Linked DNA regions of Siniperca chuatsi: region 1 is linked to region 2. A link is a contact called in public Hi-C data. All regions are on one chromosome and are shown on one strand. The core of a region is the stretch at or near the end of the contact, and the rest is flanking DNA. Distances in the headings are between cores, read along the strand shown. Region 1 holds the start of rreb1a (ras-responsive element-binding protein 1). Region 2 overlaps rreb1a (ras-responsive element-binding protein 1).

Region 1 (7,093 bases), core at 3,139-5,638, 58 kb before region 2:
TGTCGGCCAAAGTCCATTGATCAAGTCAGTGGTTCCCGACTGGGAATTTTACAAAATAAATAAATGCAAGTTGGCTGAACTGGTCATAACTGATAGCTGTGTGTAACCCGTGTCACGAGCTTCGTTTTAAGGGGTCACTGATCAAAAAACACTGGTTCAGATGATTTATTTATACGGCGCCAACTCATAACAGAAGTTATCTCACTGTAGAGCAGGTCTAGACCGGACTCTTTATGATATTATTTACAGAGACCCAACAAGTCCCGCCGTGAGCAAGCACTTGGCCACAGCGGCAAGGAAAAACCTCCTTTAAGAGGCAGAAACCTCTGGCAGAACCAGACTCAGGGGGGGCGGCCGTCCGTCCACGGTTCAAGGCCAATAACTCCAAATGTAGCGGCGGTCGTACTAGATATTTTAACCCTCACAAGACCGACTCTGCAATCATCCAACCGTCTCAACAGTGCAAGCGCTTGCGAACCACAAACGCGGGGAGCTTCCTATCTCTATACCTGCTATCCCACGTGACTGCGTCATGAGTGTAGTAATCTTAATGTGTTGAAACTACAAAAATGGCGGACCAAGCATCACTTCCTGCTTCCTTTCTGACTGTCAGTCATTGCTCTTGAGCAACGTCCTTCGCAATGACGGTCTCCACCCGACAGAGGACAGAAAACATTCTACCTAAAAAAAAAACAAGTGAACAAGAGTTCAGCTTTAATGCAGTTTTACTTTTGCAGAGTGTCGAAGTGGAAAATGTCTGTAACAGCGCAGCAGCTTCGGACTGAATTATAATTTTCACCCCGTCAGCTGCTTTTCAGCCTCTGCTGCACTCAGACTCTCTGCGGCTGAGCGGAGCAGGCCTCGGGCTGCAAGGCAAACAACTGTTACCTACAAATCATCCGTCACTATTGGAAACCGGTTTTTCACCCCCCTCCTCCTCCTCCTCCCTCCCTCCCTCTCTCCTTCTCTTCTCCCCCACACCACCATCCTCGCTCCTCCGCTGCTGCAGCTCCGACTTTTTCTGAGCTGCAGTTTTTAAACATCTTTTCGTGCTGCGAGAAGAGAAAGCAGGGCTGAGGTGAACGCGGAGAAGAGAAAGGACACGCAGGAAATGTGTTGTCGGGGCTGGAAACAGTGAGGCAGAGCAGCATGTGCTTGCCATCCCCCCACACTGCCGACAGGTGTTGGCTTCATGTGACTGCCTGCCTGCCTGCCTGTCCGAACAACGCTCCAATGGAGAAAGAGGAGGAGGAGGAGGAGGAGGAGGAGGAGGAAGAGGAGGAGGAGTGTGTAAAGTTTCATCAACAACAACTGTGTCAACTCGTAGTCGCTCGGTGTTGGGAAACCCTCCAGCTCAGATCTCCTTTCTCCGGCTGGTGGAGACTCTGAGTTTGGGGATGCCTCTCCTCCTCCTCCTCCTCCTCCTCCTCCTCTTCGCTGGATGAATGGATGAATCCACCCTTTTGTTAGCGATGGTTCGTTCCTCGGCAACGGCTCCATGGTTACAGTCCAATAAATAACATCACACTCTCTCCTCTGCGTCTCTGTTTTTTCAGGCCGGGATGTAAAAAGAGAAGTAAACTTTTCTTCCAGTAGGTTATTTCCTTTTTGTCGCTTGATGCATCACAACTCCCAGAGAGAAACAGAAAATGTAGTTTGAACCCGAGGTGATGTTTTAAAGTCTTCGCAGAAACTGCAGATGTAAATCAGCGCCCGGGCCCTGACGAAACGAGAGTCGAAGTTATTCGGGTGCAATAAAATAATAAATAAAAGTACATTTAAAATGCAGATCTACAGTCTTTTTTTTTTTGTTGAAAACAAAGAAAAACAAACAACTGCTTTGAGGTGATAAACAGAGTCAACAATACGAAATGCAGCTTATATCACGTTTTATTTAAGACTCCACAGCCATGCTAGCTATGCTAATGCTAACCTCAGCATGCTAACATGCTCACAATGCTAACATGCTTTAGCAGGTAATGTTTACCATGTTACATCAGAAACTTTCAGTAAAAGTGAGCTGCTCATGTTAATGTTGGTGAATGACCGCTGAACAGTGTGTGTGTGTGTGTGTGTGTGTGTGTGTGTGTGTGTGTGTGTGTGTGTGTGTGTGTGTGTGTGTGTGTGTTGGTGATGGGCTCTTTGTATCTCAATAGATTAATTTGAATTGAAAAGTGGCCAGTTGAGGTGAAAAGCAGTGATTGGATTAGTGATGTAATGCTGTTAGCTGCTTTTCTGGCTCTGTGTGTGTGTGTGTGTGTGTGTGTGTGTGTGTGTGTGTGTGTCCATAATGAAATGGAGGGTCCTGCAGCCTGTTTCAGCTGAGCTCCGTATTTCATATGTCAACAGCACGCACAGATCTGTTTCCGCTCTGCTTCTCCATCAGATTCTTCTCGACACGTCGGGAGGTTCGAACCTGCAGCTCGCAGAGAGACGACGGACTGAAGTTAATAAAGTCTGCGGCGGCGGCGGCGGCGGCGGCGGCGGAAGAATACAAGTAAACGTCCTGCATTCAAGAGTTATGGCAAAACTCTGCACTCCTGTACGAAGCCATTCTTTCACTAAACCTCCAGAGACGATAGCTGCGTTTCTACGGAGCATCGAGTACCACAGGTGGAGGTCAGCGTCGTGTCGCGTGTACAGAGTTGGAGTCAGGACGTGATTAGCCTAGCTTAGCATAAAGACTGGAAGCAGGGGGAAACAGCTAGCCTGGCTCTGTCCAAAGTTCAAGAACACACCTACCTAATGAACACGTTGTGTCCTGTTCGTTTAATCCGTACACAGACGGGAATGTGACCCGTAGCTTCCTGAAGTCTTGTTGTCGCAGGGAGGCTGTCAGCGGTGGCCATAGCTCCGAAGCACTGGGCGGAGGGATACACTGATGTTCAGCAATAAATAGTTCCAGCCTTTCCCTCTCTCTAAGACCACAAACTGGCTTTCTGCCGCGCCAGCAGCACAGATTGCAGGTCTGTCGGCCACTGCACGACTACCGGATGGACAGCCATGCTGGCGATCCTCTGACGTTCCCTCCAGCGCCACCACGAGGTCATGTGTGAAACGTCTGGACAACTGTCGGACGTATCATCATGAAACTTGAAAACGACCGTTCACGTTCCCCAGAGGATGAACTGTAACACCTTCTGTTCCACCATCGGGTCACCATCAAGTTTTAAGTTGTGCAACACTTTGGTTTATACCTGCAAAACTAATGACATTCCCATCAGCCTCAGCGCTACTTTACTTTTTTTGTTTAATGCTAATCAGCAAATGTTGCTAACATGCTAAACTGCTAAACAGCATGCTGACAGTATCATTTAGCTCAAAGCACAACAAACAACGCGTTAATCAGTCAGCTTCAGAGGTGCCGATAGGTGTGTGTTTTAAGGTAAATCAGAGCCAGGCTAGCTGTTTCCCCCTGCCTCCAGTATTTATGCTAAGCTAAGCTAACCACCTTTGTGCTTAACTCATCTTCTCATCTCACTGTTGCAAAGAAAGCAAATAAGGCTATTTTCCCCCGAATGTGGGACGAGTCTTTTGATTGTAAAAGCTAAAAGGCTGCACCAGAATCAGAATCAGAAACACTTTATTGATCCCCGAAGGGAAACTCTTTGTTACAGCAGCTCGCCTTCACGTCAGTGCAGACAGGAGAAAGCACTAGCAAACAATATGATACACTATAAAACAGGTCAGAAAATAAATCAAGTACCAGGTGGGTATAAGTATAAAATCTGCAAGAGGTAAAGACAAAACTGAACGCACTTTCTGAAGTAATTCAGCCACAAACCAAAGTCCCGGTAACACCCAGAGCTCTCATCAGCCCCTCCTCCCTCCCTCCCTCTCCTTCATCAGCAACAGGCCGAACCAGCCCGAGAGCCTCTTCCTGCTCTGCTGCAGCCGCCTGCAGGGGAGGAGGGGTGTGATGGGAGGAGAGATGCCTGTGTGCTCCTCTCTCTGGCAGGGGGATGATGGGAGGAGGGGTCTGTATCTGGAGATGGAGGGCTGGCAGGAATGTGGGAGAGGAACTCGACGTGCAGCGAGCGAGGAGACTCACACTAAATTTGACAATGAAACTTTGGTGGCGGTTTAAATTTAGTTTCCAGCCTCGCTGCCTGAAGTTTGAGTCCGACCTGAGAGCAGAGAGCACGGGACGGGGCTGCTGCTGCTGCTGCTGCTGGAGTTATTTATATCTTCATAACACACACTCACACACACACACACACACCACATCCTCATCACTGCCTGATCAAAAAGTGTGTGACGTTATTCAGAGGCCTTTCAGACTTCTATTCACGTAACTTTTCAAAAAAACATCTCAAACACAAACAAAGTAAATGTGCCCGTTGACACGGGCTTCGCTTCTGAGGCTTTAAGGTGGAATCACAAAGCATTACTTCTTTTTATTTGGAACATTTTATACGTATATGCATTAATACATTTACATTTTACGTATAAATAAAGGATAACTTTACTTTTGAAGATGTTTGTGTGTGTAACAACACGTGGCCCTGTCAGCAGGTTTATACTTTACAATAAAGCTAACAAAAAGAACATTTCATCACACATGCAGACTCAAGCGTGCCAGATTCAAACATGTGGCATTGACTAATTACTTTTTAGTTATCAACCACATTATTGTTTTTAAGGCATAAAGCTGCAGAGGTCCTTCAGTTTCCGGCGCTGAGATGTGAAACTAAGCTTGTTGTTTTTCTCTGATTCTAACTTTAAAACCCAATAATTCATCATTAACTTCAAAAGAAAGCTCCTTACTCCCCCAGCACCTCCCTACAAACAGTGGCAGCTTCTTCCAACCCCAAAAGGCCGACGGCTGGCATCCTCTCTTCACTCCAAAATCCCGCGATATCTCGCTCTGTCTCCCCCCCTCCTCCCCACGCTTCTTCACCCTCAAATCTCGCGATAGCTGCCCGTGCAGTGTGTATGTGTGTGTGTGGCTTTTTGCACCTTAAACTCAGCGTTTATTTGAGAAAACACACGTCTGTAGCTCGGCTGCGTAAAAAAAAAACAGTTAAAAGAAAAGTTAAAAAACTTTTTTTGTGCGGAGAGAGCGGCGGATGATGAAGAAGCGGAGGCTAAAACACGCTTAAAGTTACATTTTAACTCCTGCGCAGCTTTAATTTAAGCGTTCACTGCGCAGGTAAATAAACGTTTAACAGCTGTCCTTGCTTTTAAAAGGTGATGCGTTAACGGCTCGTTACCGGGAGGAGCACAGAAGAAGTAATCCGGTAACGTGTGCGTAAAGAGAGAGATGCTTGGTGGCCACGTCCCCTTGGAGACTGGAGAGACGACACGTGATGAGCTTTACTTATCGGGTTTAGAGGCAGAGACACGCCGAGAGAGAGAGAGGGGGGAGCCGGCCGGGAGTCCGGGGAGGAATTAAAACTAAATACAGCGCAGAAACCAACTTTCACCCCCCCTCCGCTTCATCGACGAACTCCTTTCCTCGCGTTTTGTTTTTTCTTTCTTTCCTCCGGGAGAGGAGAGAGGAAGAGAAGCAGAGAGGAGGTGGAGGTGGAGGAGGGAGGGGTGGGGAGGAGGAGGAGGAGGAGGAGAAGCCGGAGTAAAGTTTGTCCAAGTTTGCACATCCCTTCGGAAACGCCATTTTGATTCCTCTCCTCTCCGGAGCAAGTTTGCAGCCTCTCTCTCTCTCTCTCTCCCTTCTTTTTTTTTTTTTTTTTTTTTTTTTACTTCATCCCCTTTATCATCCACCATCACCGCCGTTCATCATCATCATCATCATCATCATCATCATCGCCCCCACCACCACCATCGTCATCCTCGCCACGATGTCTCGGCGCAAGCAGCCCAACCCCAACAAAGTCAAGCGTAAGTCTGCCTTTTTCTACCCTCTCCATCGCTGCGCCGCGCCGCTTTCCTGGCTCCGTGCGCTCGGTTGGGTCTCGGTTTGCCGTGTTGGAGGGGGGACACGGGGGGTGGAGGGGACAGGGTGGTGGGTAGGTGGTGGTGGTGGTGGTGGTGGGGGTTTGGACTTGTTGCTGCTGTTTAAAAGTTTTAAGCTGAGATGTGGAGACGGCAGCTCTCCTCTCCGAGCTGCTTCCTAGTTAGATGCGCATCCAAGCGGTGGAATTCAGCCGCAGCGCTCTTCCTCATTCACCGCACTTCAGCTAATTATCACCAACAACTTGTTTTTCCCCCACTTTTGGCGCAACTTTGTGCACGTTTCGGGCTGTTATGTGGTGGTTTTGCCCCGCGGGGAGGGTGGCAGAGTGGTGTGGAGGGGTGGGGTGGGTGGGGGGTTGGGGGTTCAAAGTCTGCTCGCCGCCGGAGTCGAGCATCCATATCTCGGGTGCACTTTAGTCCGAGCCTCGCTGCTAGTGGCCATGTGTAAAGCTACCAGACACCACCGGCAAGCTCGCGGCAGCTAGCAGGCTCGCTTCCGGTCGACGCCTTCAAAATAAAACCACCTGTTGATTGGGGGAAAAGTAGCAGGGCGAAATGTGAACTTTTTTTTTTTTTTTTTTTTTTTTTAAATAGTTTTAGTGAAGTTACTACTACTGACGTTTTGGGCCCTTCACGTGCTGCGAGTCAGATCTGAAGGTGAAGCTTTTCCAGCTGTGGATGCGGCTTTGGCACGCAAAAAGTTTAAACGTGAGGTGTTTTTGTCTTGTGATGGGTCATTGATGTTTTTCCTCACAGTGGTGATGATAACTGCATTTGCACACAGGCTGTCGTAAAATGCTTATTTAGTTACTTATTGGATCATTTAACAGTGCACATTATCTGTTGATCAGAAATACTTTATTGATCCCTGAGGGGAAACCCTTTTGCCACATCAGTGCACACAGGAACAGAAGCACTAAGCAAATCAGAATATAAAACACTTTAATACAGGCGAGATAAATTAAGTACAAAGTGGATATAAGTCACCCTAAAAAAAGATGAATCTCTTATTTAGTAAGGTGACTAAGTATATGCTTATATGTAGATGTTAACGTTAATCAATAGAGACCAACACAACATGCTTAAGAGGTTTTTAATCTTGCGTTATTTTAAAATCCTAAATAACTGATGTGCGTTTTAATTTGAAGGGATGACCGCGTCTCTTCCGGTCGCACGC
Region 2 (6,390 bases), core at 115-2,614:
CCATTTAAAGTTAGACATCTCTCCTTCCCTTCCTCCTCTTCGTCGTCTTCTTCTTTCCCTCCTGAGGGTACAAACTGTTGTCTGTGTTGTTTGACTCACACACTGATATGTGCACAGATGCATGTGTTAGAGTGTGAAAAGTGAGCTCTGACTGATCAACAGCGCCCCCCGTGGTGATGTAGAGGAACTGCAGGCAGTCAGACGACGAGGAGGAGGAGGAGGAGGAGGAGGAGGAGGGTCACACTAGTACATTGTGTTACTGTTTTTGCTACTGTTAGTACTTCTACTGTAGGATTGCAGTAGTGGTGAATTTCTGCTTCCATTAAACTCCAGGAAATATACAGCGCAGGGGCAAAGTGTCAAATCTAGTTTTCAAACCCTCATGAAGTTTATTTTGTGCCAACACGCTGCATATTCCTGAACACATTTGTGGTTTTGCCAAATTACCACAAACAAATTGACACACAACAAGCCTGGTGCAGGTTTGTGTTCCAGCACGGGAGGACTGCGTAGGGGCCCGCGGCTCCTCTTTGCCCCCGAGTCCCTTACAAAGTCATGAAAACACTGCAACCGGTACTGCTGTATTAATACTGCTGCTCCTCTTTCACTTTTTACTGCTTCTTTTATATTGTTTTACTGCTACTGGCACAACTATTACCACTAATAATAATAATAATAATAATAAGAGTATTTCGGCTGCAGGGCTGCGTGTATCAGTACTGCTACTTCTGCCGCTACTGGCTCTTATAATATAATATAATATAATATAATATAATATTATGGTTGATGATTTTATCTAAATACTGCATCCGATAAAATTGTCACGCGTTTGATAACGATTCATTAGTGCTGCTATGTGTTTGTGTGTGGTACAAAGCATCTCTTCTCTCTGTACGAGATAAATATTCTTTGGACTCGGTTCCTGACAAATAAAAGCTATAAAAGTAGTATTTTTAAATGCATTTTATTTCTCATGCACGCTCACCGCCTTGGATCGGCAACAGATTCAAAATGTCGGTACTGGAAGTTCGGTGAATTCAGCTTTTATAAATACAGCCAGTACTCGTACTGTACACGTGCTGTTTCTGCTGCTACATACAATATACAGTATGTTTGTACAATGTTTAGCATGTAAAGTGTTTTGTCTAAATTTATCTGTTGTGTTTTCTGTGTGTGTGTGTGTGTGTGTGTGTGTGTGTGTGTGTGTGTGTGTGTGTGTGTACTCTGATATGTTGAGTTGAGCAGCTGTTGGCGACTCAGACGTCTCACACACACACACACACACACACACACACACACACACACACACACAGCAGCAGGATTGTGTCTCTGCTGACTCTGCATGTTTCCTGCTCTCTGATTGGTCGGTTCGGGGGTCACAGTACAGTTTGGGCCGAGAAGACTTTGCTCTCTTGTTGTTCCGCCTCCTCTCTGTTTCCCTTCACTGACCCGATTGGTTAATAAACAACTTCCTGTCAGCTGGTCCCAGATCTGCTGACTCCGTCACTCTGTCAGGACCTCTTATGGGCGTCCAGCCTGCTGCCTGTCGGGTCCTATTAATAGATTATAACATCCAATCCCACCACCTTCTCCCCTGTTCCCTTAATCTCCTATATCCTCCTTTCTCCTCTCCTCCTTTCCTTCCTTCACTGTCCTCACTTTGTCTCCTCTCCTTCTACTCCTCTCTCCTTTCCCTTTCTTTCCTCTCTCCCTCCCCTCTCCTTGTTTCCTTCCCCTTTTCCTCACCTCCTCGGCTGTCCTCTTCCTCTCCTTTCTAATCTCTTCTCATCTTGTCTTCGTTTCCTCTCCTCTCCTCTCCTTTCCTTTCCACCACCTTCTCTCCTGTTTTCTCCTATATCCTCCTTTCCTCCTCTCCTTTCTCCTTTCCTTCCTGTCTTTCTCTACTTTCCTTGTTTCCTTTACTTTCCTTCCTTTCCTTCCTGTCTTTCTCTACTTTCCTTGTTTCTTTTACTTTCCTTCCTGTCTTCCTCTACTTTCCTTGTTTCCTTTACTTTCCTTCCTTTCCTTCCTGTCTTTCTCTACTTTCCTTGTTTCCTTTACTGTCCTTCCTTTCTTCCTCTACTTTCTTTCGGTTCCTCCTCTCCTGTCCTTTCCTTTCTTCCTCTCCTCTATGAACTTGTGTAAACTGACACCTTTGCTACCGCCACATGCTAGCTAGCTGGATGACCTTTGAACACACACACACACACACACACACACTAAAATAGCAAAACATGCTAACAGCCTGCACACTTTCTCACGCTTCTGGTAACACTTCACCCAGAACACACACAATCTCTCAAACACTCGTTCGTCACATTTACAGGTATGAAGCAAAAAACACACACACGTCTTTCAAATCGAGCAACACCAACTGACCTTTGAGAAAACACAGCTGAAGGAGAAACTGACCCGGGGGGGAGGAGGAGGAGGAGGAGGGATCTCCGTCCTCCTCCTCTTCTGCAGCCCGGTGTGCAGAAACAAAATGTCTCCTTCAAATATATGGAAATATATGCATCAGAGTGTTTTAACAGATATTTCCAAACATTTTTTTCTCTTTGTGCTTCCCTGACGTTACACATCATCCTCTCTCCTTGTCGTTCTCCTCCTCCGCTCTCCTCCACTCTCCTCCTCCGCTCTCCTCCTCCGTCTCTTTTTCTTACCTCCTTAAAAAAAAAAATACATGAATGAAAACAAATAACCAAATCAGCTGTTTGAATCGAGTGGACGATGATGCTCAAGAAGCCTGAAAACGTTAGAAACGGATCAGTGACAATGTGAATTTGAAGTGTAAAGTTCTCTGCGTCCATGGGGATGTCAGCCAATGGCCTATCTGCGATATTGTTGTCACGGCAACGAGAGAGCGACAACTTCCTGCTGTGACCTCAGGGCTTCTTCCTCTCTCCGCCGGCCTTATAAGGTTGTCACACTGCTCTGTGTGTAATTATGTGATAATTGCACATACTTAAAGATCATTACAGGCAGTGTGTGTGTGTCTGTTTGTGTGTGTGTGTGTGTGTGTGTGTGTGTGTGTGTGTGTGTGTGTGTGGTCGGTATCCGTACTGTATCCCTCCACTATTCCCAGCTGATTAAGTCGGATCAGAGAATCTAACTAACAGGTTTCACCATCAGTTGACGAGCAACATCCTGTCTCTGTTCTTACTCACATTCCCAGAATCCCCTGCTTTCTACCCATAAATCCCGGCAGTTTTACCTCCCCAACAACAGCCTGTTAGTGTGACGAACTTCTCGCCTGATTTCAACACATTTAAGTGGAGAAATGAAGGAGAATTGATCGTATTTTGATGGGGTTCAAAACACACTAAATGTTGATCCTTTTCCTTTATTTCCTTATTTCAGTTTTCTGTTTTCTTACTATAACTAAAGTCCCGGCGGTATCTTTGGACTTGCAGTCATTTCTAATCATTTCGGAGAGTGGTAGTCGTTTTTTAACACATTTTAATCTGCAGTTTCTACAATTTATATACACAAAATGTCCGTTTCACCCTCAAAATCGATTCGTTCTAGAGTTGTGAATAATGCGGCGGGGAGTAGTTTACCACAAATGGCCTCTTGTTGAAGTACTGAGACAGTTTCAGGTGTTTCGTTGCCGATATCTTCTTCTGAACTTTTGTCAAACACGCTGACAAAAAGCATGAAAACCCTGCAGAGTTCAGATTTGCGGACTTCATGTTTTATATTTGTACCCGCTTAAGAGTTTTGAAATTTCACAGAGTAAAACTGACCTCTGACCCTTCATCTCTCTCTCTCTGTCTGTCTCTCAGACATATGAAGATCCACGAAAAGGACCCGGCCAGCGGTCTGCTCCCCGTCAGCCCCCCCTCCCCCACCAAACGCCGCCGTCCATCCGTCAAGAGGAGGCAGGAGGAGGAGAACGGAGAGGAGCCACCCAGCAAGAAGGTAGGAACGCACACATTTCCTGGACATCGCAAGGTTTGAACTCTTGTGGATGAAGCTGCGATAACTAGTGAATAAACAATGATGGCGTGATGTGGGTGTGTTAATGTGTGTGTTAATGTGTGTGTGTGTGTGTGTTTTCAGGTGGTGGAGGACGCGGTGTCGGAGGAGTCGTCAGCGGTGGTTCATGGAGCAGAGGAGGAGCTGCTGCCCTGTCCAATCTGCTTCAAGACCTGCAGCTCAAGACTGGACCTGGACGCACACATGGACGCACACCCCGACACCGCACTGAGGTACACACACGCACACACACACACACACACACACACACACACACGCTCATCTTCCCAGAATCCCCTGCATCCTTCGCATAAATCAGTTTTCTCCCAACCAGGTTCTGTTTAATTCGTTAATATGCAACATGTTTTCACTGACTTTTGTGCACTTAACTTGTGGGACAGTTTGTCATATTTATCATATATATATATATATATATATATATATATATATATATATATATATATATATATATATATATATATATATATATATATATATATATATATATTTTCTACTCCACATCTCAGAGGGAAATATTGTACTTTTTACTTCACTACATTTATGTGACACTTTACTTTTTACATGAAAAACATGTGATGTGCTTATATGCTATGATGCAGTACTATACTGCTAATCTACCCAGTAGAATACAAAGTATCCACATTGACAAACTACAATATTAAAATGCTATAATAATCTATAATAATATAACATTTGCAAGGAGCCGTTCTGCATAAGGAGCACTTTTCCTTTTGATGCTTTAAGTTCATTCTGCTGATAATACTCCTGTACTTTTACTTAAGTAAACTTAACACAGGACTTTTAGATTTCGGTACTTCTACTTAAGTAAAGCCTCTGAGTAAGTCCTCCACCACTGCTTGTAATGTAAAGTTTCCAGCCTTTGTGCTAAGCTAAGCTAACCGGCTGCTGGCTGTAGCGTCGCATTCAGCGAACAGACACGTTAGAGTCAGACTAACTATTTCTTTAAATGACAAAAAAACGATGCTTTCAGGTTTAAGAACTGCCTGTGAACTAGTTTCTCTGAAAATACATTCATGTGGTTTAGACATTCCTCAAAGTTTAGATAAATCTCAACCAGCTCCTGGACTGATTAGCAGGCGGAGTCAAACAGAGCGGGAGGGAGGAGAGGATGAAAGGAGGAGGAGGAGGAGGAGGAGGAGGAGGAGGAGGAGGAGGAGGAGGAGGATGGGAGAGAAGGGAGTAAAGCAGTCATTAAGAGATAAAAAAGGTGGAGGGAGGGATGAACTTTGAGGGTCAGCTTAAAGAAGAGGGGGAAGACGGACGGACGGATAACGAGGAAAAGAGAGGGGGAGGCTAATAAGTCACCAGTGGGCGAGAGAGGCAGAGAAACAGAGAGAGAGAGAGGACAACTTAATAAGTCACAGGGGGGAGGAGGAGGAGGAGGTTTCAGGACGCGCTCGGCCAGTCCTCGTTGCTATGACGACACCCCCACCCCTCCTTAAAAAAAGAAGAAAAAAAAGTCTGTCACCATGGCAACACAACTCCTAACGAACCCTCACACACACACAAACGCACAGCTTGAGTTCAAAGTTTGAAGTTTGTTTATCGCGTTGCACCATAACTCCTGACGATCGTTCACGGAGGCAAAGGCGGAGGAGGAAGAAAGACGAGACATGGATGGAGAAATTAAGCAAGAAAAGATGAGAAGAGAAGGAAGAAGGGAGGAAGGAAAGAAAAGGATGGATGACTGGGACATAAAGTTTGTCTCATAACTGAGGAAGGAAAAAAGAAACAGAAGAAATAAAAGAGAGAGAGAAAGAGAGAAAGAGTGCGGCAGGCGGCGCTGAGCTCGTTATGGAGGAAGGCAGGAATATTTAGCTGTAAATCCTCACTAATCAGCCTGTAAGAGGATCGACTGAACTGTAGGGAGGAGAGGGGAGGAAGATGAGGGAGGGGGGAGAGGAAGATGGAGAGAGAGGGGAGGAAGATGGAGGGAGAGGGGAGAGGAAGATGGAGAGAGGAGGGAGAGGGGAGGAAGATGGAGGGATGGAGAGAGAGGGGAGGAAGATGGAGGGAGAGGGGAGAAGATGATGGAGGGAGAGGGGAGGAAGATGGAGAGAGGAGGAGGGGGGGGAGGAAGATGGAGGGAGAGGGGGGAAGATGGAGGGAGAGGGGGAGGAAGATGGAGGGATGGAGAGAGAGGAGGAAGATGGAGAGAGGGGAGGAAGATGGAGAGAGGGGAGGAAGATGGAGAGAGGGGAGGAAGATGGAGGGAGAGGGGAGGAACATGGAGGGATGGAGAGAGAGGGGAGGAAGATGGAGGGAGGAAGATGGAGAGAGAAGATGGAGGGAGGAAGATGGAGAGAGGGGGAGGAAGATGGAGGGATGGAGAGAGGGGGGAGGAAGATGGAGGGAGAGGGGAGGAAGATG

Evidence for each region. A called contact is a pair of places that touch in the nucleus more often than the background predicts.
Region 1: a Hi-C map of an unstated tissue shows a contact between it and region 2, with 4 times the contacts expected there. The contact joins the promoter of rreb1a here to the enhancer-like site in region 2. A contact is called at or near these places in 3 of 3 Hi-C or Micro-C datasets (liver, skeletal muscle and an unstated tissue).

Annotation. Positions count from the first base shown.
Region 1 is chrLG19:24,977,869-24,984,961 of ASM2008510v1, reverse strand. It overlaps rreb1a (ras-responsive element-binding protein 1), which reads left to right and starts at 4,388. Exons shown (of 20, transcript XM_044176129.1): 1 at 4,388-5,841. The region is part of intron 2 of LOC122866462 (NLR family CARD domain-containing protein 3-like); the gene reads left to right. It overlaps LOC122866533 (a long non-coding RNA gene), which reads right to left and starts at 3,195. Exons shown (of 2, transcript XR_006375741.1): 1 at 2,743-3,195; 2 at 1,038-1,720.
Region 2 is chrLG19:24,917,270-24,923,659 of ASM2008510v1, reverse strand. It overlaps rreb1a (ras-responsive element-binding protein 1), which reads left to right. Exons shown (of 20, transcript XM_044176129.1): 8 at 3,786-3,921; 9 at 4,063-4,211. All of the region lies in intron 2 of LOC122866462 (NLR family CARD domain-containing protein 3-like), which reads left to right. Among protein-coding and RNA genes, the nearest start is that of LOC122866465, 25 kb to the right of the region's middle. Within about 2 kb of position 1,364, the one cell type or tissue checked has an H3K27ac peak away from gene starts, as active enhancers do. A contact at or near this core is called in liver, where this site is marked.